2 separate regions of the Oryza sativa genome follow, and region 1 is linked to region 2. A link is a contact called in public ChIA-PET data. All regions are on one chromosome and are shown on one strand. Each heading gives the region's core, a stretch centred on a gene start, on an enhancer-like site or on the middle of the called end of the contact. The rest is flanking DNA. Distances are from core to core; before and after follow the strand shown.

What was found. ChIA-PET counts read pairs in DNA pulled down with a chosen protein or histone mark.
Region 1: an H3K27ac ChIA-PET map of leaf shows a contact between it and region 2, with 4 times the contacts expected there. The contact joins the promoter of LOC4340908 here to the promoter of LOC4340905 in region 2. A contact is called at or near these places in 1 of 15 Hi-C or Micro-C datasets (panicle) and 1 of 4 datasets of contacts at active chromatin or transcription factors (leaf).

The regions. Positions count from the first base shown.
Region 1 is chr6:12,946,295-12,950,444 of ASM3414082v1, forward strand. LOC4340908 (AT-hook motif nuclear-localized protein 10) reads right to left here and starts at 1,929. Exons shown (of 5, transcript XM_015786084.3): 1 at 1,262-1,929; 2 at 58-110. The coding sequence starts at 1,841.
Region 2 is chr6:12,890,070-12,894,367 of ASM3414082v1, forward strand. It overlaps LOC4340905 (damage-control phosphatase At2g17340), which reads left to right and starts at 2,470. Exons shown (of 12, transcript XM_066311594.1): 1 at 2,470-2,792; 2 at 2,880-2,945; 3 at 4,021-4,087; 4 at 4,182-4,239. The coding sequence starts at 4,065.

The sequences.
Region 1 (4,150 bases), core at 679-3,178, 56 kb after region 2:
AATCCTAACACCACAAAAGGGCATCTCTAGGATATGCCTGGGATAGTAACACTGTACCTCTCCAACTTGCACTGTGATGACGCTAGGCTTCAATCCAATCACACTAGATCCTGCAAGAATTCAAAGAAAATTTTCATATTAATGAAGTACAGATAATATTGTAATAAAGATAAACTGATGATTCAAAGCACTCATGAGCATAAGGCACTAGATAGAACTAACACCTTCCAAATGTTTCACAATCTTTGGTATAATTCTTGAAGAAATAGCAACACAGGATTCTAAGAGTAGCCATGCATTAGGAAACTAACTATGAGAGGCAAAAAAACAATTGCAACTATTGTTATTAAAATCCCAGAATCAAATTCAAAAAGGGGTGAATGGCCAGATAATTCCAGCTAAGAAACAATTGCAACTATTGTTACTAAAATTCCCAGAATCAAATTCAAAAAGGGATGAATGGCCAGATAATTCCAGCTAAGGAAAAGGATAACAAATACTCCCTTTTTCAACAAACAATTAATTTTAATGATGGAATTAGAACATCTTTATTGGCAATGTAGATCAACAAAACCCACAAGACAGGGTTTACATAAACACCTATTCCACAGACATCAGAGGATAAATGAGCTAAAACCACAATTACTCATAAGCAAAAATAGAACTAAAGCAGTGTTACTTTTCAGAATGAACTAGCAGGACAGGTTCTCATATCCATAATATGATCACTACTACACCAATTCACCTTGAAGCAGTGATCCTGAATACAGTAGAACAACTGAACACAACCCACGAACTTCCAGTTGGGTTCATCCTCAGAAAGAAACTTCCAGCAACTACTACAAGCGCATAGCAACACCAAGGGCATAAAGGTCATTATCATCATCAGCAGATATTCCATTCCCTCCCCCCCACAACTCTAGTCCCCTTCATCCTCATGCCTACATACTCTTATGGCGTGCTGCTGTCTGCTTGTCACCACGACAACAACCAAAAAATACCAGATGCCCTTTTGCCCATACTGATTGAAGTAGCATTCTCTCACTCCCTCGCAAAATAAACCAATTTAAGAGAGAATTTGATATAACCTAGGATAATGAATCTGAACAGAAGGTTATGTCAAATCCTCCCTAGATTGGTTTGTTAAACGGAGAGTATACAACTATACATGTATCACAAAGGAATACCATCATATATCCAATATAGTAACACGAAGTGAGTAGTTGCTACAACAAACAAGGCACAAGACAAAGCATTATACCTGGAGCTGCTGCCTTCTTGTGCTGAGGCCGCTGCTGCTGTTTGTTGCCGGAGCCCGGCGGCCGGCCCCTCTTCTTGTGAGGTAGCACGCGCCCGGATGCCGGCGGAGCCTGACGTGGCGCCGGCTGGCTCGCCGCGGCGCCTCCGTACGCGGCCAGGCCCGACGAGAAGCCCGGCGGCAGCGTGGGCGTCGCCGGAGACTGGGCGGCGCTGGCGCCGGCGGCGGCCGCAGCCTTTGGCGGCGAGGGTGGCACGACGGCGAGCGGCACGTCCGTGACGGCGTACTTGCGCGGTCGGCCGCGCTTGCGCTTGTGCTGCTCGGCGGACGCGGGCGCACCGCCATTGCCGCGGACGGGCGGCGACGGGGCGGCGACGGCGGCCGGCGTCTGGTACACCGGCGGCGGCGGCGTGTGCTTGTACACCGCGATGCCGTCGTGGGTGTAGGCGAGGCGCACCGCGGCGGCGGCGCCGTGCGGCGGCTGAGGCTGCAGGGCCCCGCTCTTGCTCATGCCCACGCCGCCGTACGCCGCCGCCTCGCTCGCCGTCGCCGTCGCCGCCGCCGACATGGCCCCTCCTTGCATCCAACAACAACAGAATTTCTCCGCAAAAATCACCCCCCAAGACCTCGCCCAGCTACCCCCTCCGCGCACAAACGATTCCCACGAACTCGGAAATCAGCGCGGAATTCAACGAGATCAAGAAAGCGCACGGGAGAGTGTACTCCAGCTCAAACACTAGCAAACAACTGCTACAAACTCCCCGATTTTCTCTTTTCTTTTCCCCTTTTTCCTTTTCACAAGATTCGTTTTTTTCTTTTTCACAGTTGCGCGGAAATAAGGGGAAAAGCAAAAAAAAAAACAGAGAGAATTTTCACCGGGAAAATTTTCTCGCTACGAAATACGGCCAAAAAAAATATAAGTACACGGAAAAAATAGAGGAATTTATCGATGGACGAACCAAGCCGCGCTAAAATTCCCCATCTTATTATTCCACCGTCTCCTCACAAACTCCACGGCTCCTCGAAAATTTTCACGACCAAAATTCTCCAAGAAATCTACGACGAAACAAAAAGAGAGACTAGAGAAGAGAGAAAAATTGGATTTACCGGAAAATCAAAAGGTGAATAAAATAGCTTGAACCCTAGAAATTATATATATATATATGGAGAAGAGAGGAGTCGGACTCGGTAGCGGGACACTTTTACACTTTAGTCCCCTTAAAATCCGCGGAATTCTCAGGCGTTACTTGGTGTAGCTAAATTTGGCCGCTCTTTATCCCGTATTTATAATTTCCGCGTAACCGAGGAGTTACTAGAAAATTCAGTTGGTAAGATATTTTTCTCTTTTTCGTCCGCGTTCACATGACCCGGCGAACGAGCTGTTTCCAAATTTATTTTCTCGAGGAAAATTTTGGACGCGTTCACACGAGTCGCGGTGGGACGTAAGCGATTGATTAGCTGTAGCTTTGTCTTGGAGTATTTATTTACTGTTGTTTTTTTAAGTACTAGTAGTACAGAAAATTAATGCAGCGATAAAACTTTTGGGGATTTTCACGTGCCCCGTGCTCGAGGACACCAATTATTCCAGCTTATGGTGGTCCCACTTGTCAGTGAGATGGTGGGAGAGAGAGTGAGGTGTGTGGGGGACCGGTGGGTCCTGCGTGGCTGGGTCAACGTAGGTATCTGACGCACACCCGGTCAAAGCGATGGATAAATGCGGTGGAGAACATGACGGTCTCGTGTGGGTGGACGTTGTAGATTACTGCTCCGCATAAAATAAATTTACTAAGTTTAAATTGTGTTCTAAAATAAATTGATTCTAACTTTATGAGTATTTAGAAATTTTATTTTTAAATACCCTTTAACTGCTCAACCTCCAATGCTACTTTCTTATTATATGCAGTTGATATTACATTGATAAGGGGTGTGTTTTTTTTAATCCAAGATCTCACGTTTAATACCCCGACACATACATAATTTTTTCATAAAAAAATATTTGTAGGGACGTCTTATCCTTCAAATCTCTTTTTCTTAAGGTGTTTTTTTTCTTTTCTCCTGCTTTTTAACATTTTCTTAGGATGATAGGAGTCGTTTTATTTTAGGAAAAAAGTGACTACCCCTGATGTTTTAAATGTATCGTTTCATTCCAGGGCAATTTACTTCCTTGTTACCAAAATAAATTAAGCACTCATATCCTGAAGCAATTTTAGTGGTGAGAGAAAAGGACTACATTCTTAATTAATAGGAAAGTAGTATTTATTGGGGGAGGTAAGAAGTATTGAAAGGATAAAATATCACGACATATAGACCAAAGGGTAGAAATCAACTTACCTTTAGACAAAGTTGCATCCCTGTGAATCCATATGTTTTAAGGATGGATTAGGTAGAAAAAACGACCAAAGTGTCCACTACCAATAGAAATTAGTACGGTGGGTAGCTAGGTAAGGGATACTGAACGGAACTTCTTGATTTACGAGTCGAGGAGAGGTAAGAGAGTAGGAAAAATCATATATTTGTGACAAAGTTTGGGCTGTAGATATCAACCTATTTACGACAGAATGAGTAAGTTGGATATTTATTGAGTATATAAGAGGAACTTGCATGGGCAAAAATGCTACTCTACTTCACATATAATGTGTCTTTAACACATTTTTATAACAAATAATGTGCCTTTAACATATTTTTTAACAAAACTGAGACTAGTGGTAAATCACTAAACACAATCAAAAGCTATGGGCACCAGTATTTGAATTCTGGTGGGTAGTCATGAATCACGAGATCACCGTCATTCATTTTGTATTTTCCGAGCAACGGACCATCACTCATGCTAGTCAGTTTTTGGAGGCTCCTGATCTCACACTATGAAAACAACATCGACAATGACATGTGCAA
Region 2 (4,298 bases), core at 1,220-3,719:
CTCTCTGCAAGGAATAAGTTCACTGTGGGTCTCTCTATTTGTCGCCCAGTACGATTTTTGTCCCTTAATCATAAAACCAGGTACGACGGGTCCCCCAACTTACGAAACCGTTTAAATGAGGTCCCTCAGCAGTATTGTGTCCGGTTTTTGCTGAGGTGACGCCTACGTGCCTCCTTTGACTAGGTCTTTGTTCAACTTGTCATTGACGTGGCACTTACGTGGCAATTGTATCCGCAAAAAATAATAAAACTCATGGGACCCATATGTCAGTCGCACACAAATAATAAAAAATGGTGGGCACATGAGGACCCACACGTCATCCTCACTACCCTCTTCTCTCTGTCCCCCTCTCTCTTTCTCCTCTCTCCCTCTTCTATCGCTCTCCAGCCAGCGGAGCAGGATGGACGGCGGCCGGAGTGGCGGAGCAGACGACGGCAGGGCGGAGCGGTAGCCAGAGCGGGCGACGGCGGGGTGGGAGAGGAGCGGCGGAGTCGGGTGGGAGAGGAGAGACGCAAGCGAAGCCGCTCTACTCGCGGAAGCAGCACATGGGGGGCCGCACCGAAGAGCATCCCCATTCGTTAGCCGGGCTACCTCTCTCAAAAGCAGCCGCAAGGGCAGGCCAGGCCACAGTGCCTCCCTCGCGCTTCTCAGAGCATCTCCAACAGCCTCTCCAAGCCAAATTTTAGCTACTCTAGCAAAAAAATAAACTCCTCCAACAGCCTCTCCAACTGGATGGCCAAGCCATCTGGCTGGCCAAAACACTCCCTCCCTTAGCCAAATTTGGCCAGCCGAAGTCACTGGCTAACGGTGGTCCCCACGAAAACACGCATGGGAGATGGATCGGGGCAACGGTGAGGGAGGGGCGACGAAGGCCCGCGAGAAGCGAGACGGCTCACGGCGAGGGCGCGACGGCTCGACGGCGAGGCGGCTCGACGGCGGGGCGCGACAGCGGGGCGCAACGGTGAGGCGGCTCGACGACGAGGACGCGAGGGCTCACGGCCGCCGCTGTCCGCGCCCTCGCCGGCTGCAACCTCCGCCATCGTCCGCACTGTCGCCGGCCACGCAAGCACCGGCCTCGACCTTCGTCGGCCGCGCCGTCACCCGCCGCAACCGCCGCTGCCGTCCGCGCCCTCTGCTGTCGTCCGCGCCATCGCCGGCCGAGACCGCCACCGTCGGCTGCGCCATCGCCTCCCTTTCCTCGCAGCGGCTCCTTCTCGTCCTAATCTGCACGCCCACGCCGTCGTCCTCGATCTACCGACACAGCGCCGCCGTCGTCAGCATCCTAGTGCAGCGAGGGAGGGAGGGAGCGGCGGCGGGGCGGCTCGACGCCTTCGCCACCGCCTCCGCAGCGTCACCATCATCCGCGCCGTCGCCCGCCGCAACCTCCGCCGCCGTCCACGACCTCTGCCGTCGTCCACGTCGTCGCCGGCCGCGACCGCCGCCGTCGGCCACGCTGTCACCTTGCTTTCCTCACTTTCGCCGTCGCCTGGCACGAGCAGGAGCACGAGCAGAGGATTGGAGAGAGGGGGAGGAAGAAGAAAGAGAAGGAGAATCACATGTGGGGTCCATTGGTTATTAGAGAGTGGAATGTGGAGAGTCTGTTGGAATAGAAGACAAACTTGACTCTCTAAATTTTTATCGGGCTAGCCAAATAGGTATTTGGAGTCAAAAATAGTCATTCAGTTGGAGATGCTCTCAGGCGATGGAGGTGAGCCCTCCCAATTCCTTGCTTGTTAATTTCGTCAGACATTTGCACACGAATCCTCACAGATAATTAATTCTATGTGATTAGATGGTGACAATGTCAGCATTAAACTTTGCAAAACCATAAAAGCTTTGGTAATTTGATGCCTTGTTTGTGATTTAGCAATGATAGGAAGCAATGTTGAATTGGATAGATCTGCCAATGCGGTACCAGTCAATCTCTTAATTCTGAAAGTCTAATTACTGAATCTCGTCGGTTACTTGCACACGAATCATCACAGATAATTCCTGCAAATTGGTTCATCCTGAGATTAGATGGTGACAGTGTCAGCATTAAACTTGCAAAACGACACGTGCTTTGGTAATCTGGAACCTTATTTGTGATTTAGCAATGATACAAAGCATCAGAGTGTGTTGAATTCAATTCTAAGTTGCATTTGCAATAGCTCTCAGCCTTGTCAATTACACATTGGACAAAGACCTAGGCAAAAGGAGTCACGTAGGCGCCACCTCAATAGAAAACCAGGCACAATACTACCGAGGGACCTCATTTAGACGGTTTCGTAAGTTGGGGACCCATCATACTCGGTTTTGTGACCAAGGGGCGAAAATCGGATGGGCGACAAATAGAGGGAGCCATAGTGAACTTCTTCTCTCTGCAAAGCCACAGTCTAATGGGCCAGGCATTAGGCCATTTCGGCCTCTAAAGCCCATGTTACGTGAGCAGAATATGCATCTGTGGCGAGCGGCGGTTGCTTCCCCTTCGCCTTCTCCTCCGTCTTCCTCGCGTGCAGAATAACCACTTCACCGCCGGATCTCACGGCGCCCCAAGTTTAGGCGGTTACCTAACCACCCCACGAATCCCAGCCGCCGCCGCCGACGAGCAGGAGGAGCGATCTGACTAGTAAGCCGGAGCACATGGAGAGCTCGTCGCCGTCGGTGCCGTTCCCGCTGCTGCAGGCGCCGGTGGAGAGCACGTACAGGGCCTGCACCATCCCCTACCGCTTCGCCTCCGACAACCCGCGAAAGGCCACCCCCGTCGAGATCCAGTGGATCGACCTCTTCCTCAACTCCGTCCCCTCCTTCAGGTAAGGAAGGCCTCCTTGCCCCCTGCCGCCCGCGGCGGATTCTGAGCTCTACTCGGTCCGTGTTGATTTTGATCTCCCGCAACGCAGGCAGCGCGCGGAGAACGACCCCACGGTGCCCGATGCGCCCGCCAAGGCCGAGAAGTTTGCCCAGAGGTATGTGCGCATCCGCTTTGGTTAGTGATCGATGATTGGTTGATGATTGCGCACGTTTGTCTCCTGGAACTCAAGGTAAAGGTACTGGTAGGTAGTGGTGGATGGTACATGCTTGTTTGCCTGAGATAGAGTAGTACTTTGTTTCTATTTTTGGGTGTGGATGCATTTCCGGGGCATCAAACATATAATGTGCGAAAAGACCCTTTAATATGGAGTTTTCACTCATTCTTGGTCTCAAAGGTATGCCTGGTGTGTTTAGCATGTGTCGAACCATGGTAATATCCCCTTGTGTTTAGTTTACGGATTGAGGTTAGCACTACTTATCCTTTTCTTGCCATGTTTTGCAGCCAAAGTATTGCACAATTTTAGTCTTTATGAATTGGAAACATAATCACCCTTCCAGTCTTTATATTAGTGTTGTGGAATGTGCCATTTGTGTTACCCTGATAAATAAAATTATGGAGGAAGGCACTCGTTGGTCCTGGGAAACTGGAATTTGGATGTGCATCCATTTGAATGTGCCAAATAACCCCCAGATGTTATTACCCCTCTGTGCTAAAAGACATGTCATCCTAGAATAGGGTGTAGTAAAAACATGTTTATTTGGACAATATTCCTAAAAATACATAGTTTTGGTATATATGAAAATGGTGCAAGCAATCCATCATGAAAAATATTCACAACTCTTTTCAAATTAGTCCTAACAAAGTTCAGTTTCAAGGTGGCATAAATTGTTACTGAAAAGTAAAACATTCCTCTTTTACTGGAGGCAATACTAATTTGGCCATCACCAGAAAAGTTGTGCCCATTTTATTTTGGTCATACAATATTTGTCTGGAAAATGAAATTGTCTCCATTTATATTGTTTTTCTTTGTCATGACTTATGAATATAGTCCAATTTTATGTTTCAAGAATCAGACATTTAATTACCATTTGGTCCCATGGCTCTTTTACTGCTTCCGGAACAAGCATGTCTTTGCGTCGTGCATTTTCTCCAGATTAATATTAACCAAACCAACTACTGGGCAATGCTCTAACATTTTATTATGTCTATCTATTGTATATATGGTGAAGGTACACTGCAATGCTCGAGGAGTTGAAGAAGAACCCAGAGAGTAATGGAGGGCCACCAGATTGCATTGTAAGATATTGATAGATGAGCTCTTTGAACTACAAAAGAAGATCTTGGATTACTGTGCACTAACTCTTCGAATGAATCTCAAGCTTCTTTGCAGGCTTCGTGAGCTAGTCCTTAGAGAACTGGGATTTAGGGATATATTCAAGAAGGTTAAGGTAAATGCCAACAAAGGTTTTTCTTGTCTTCAAATACTACTTTGGAGTCTATTGTCGTG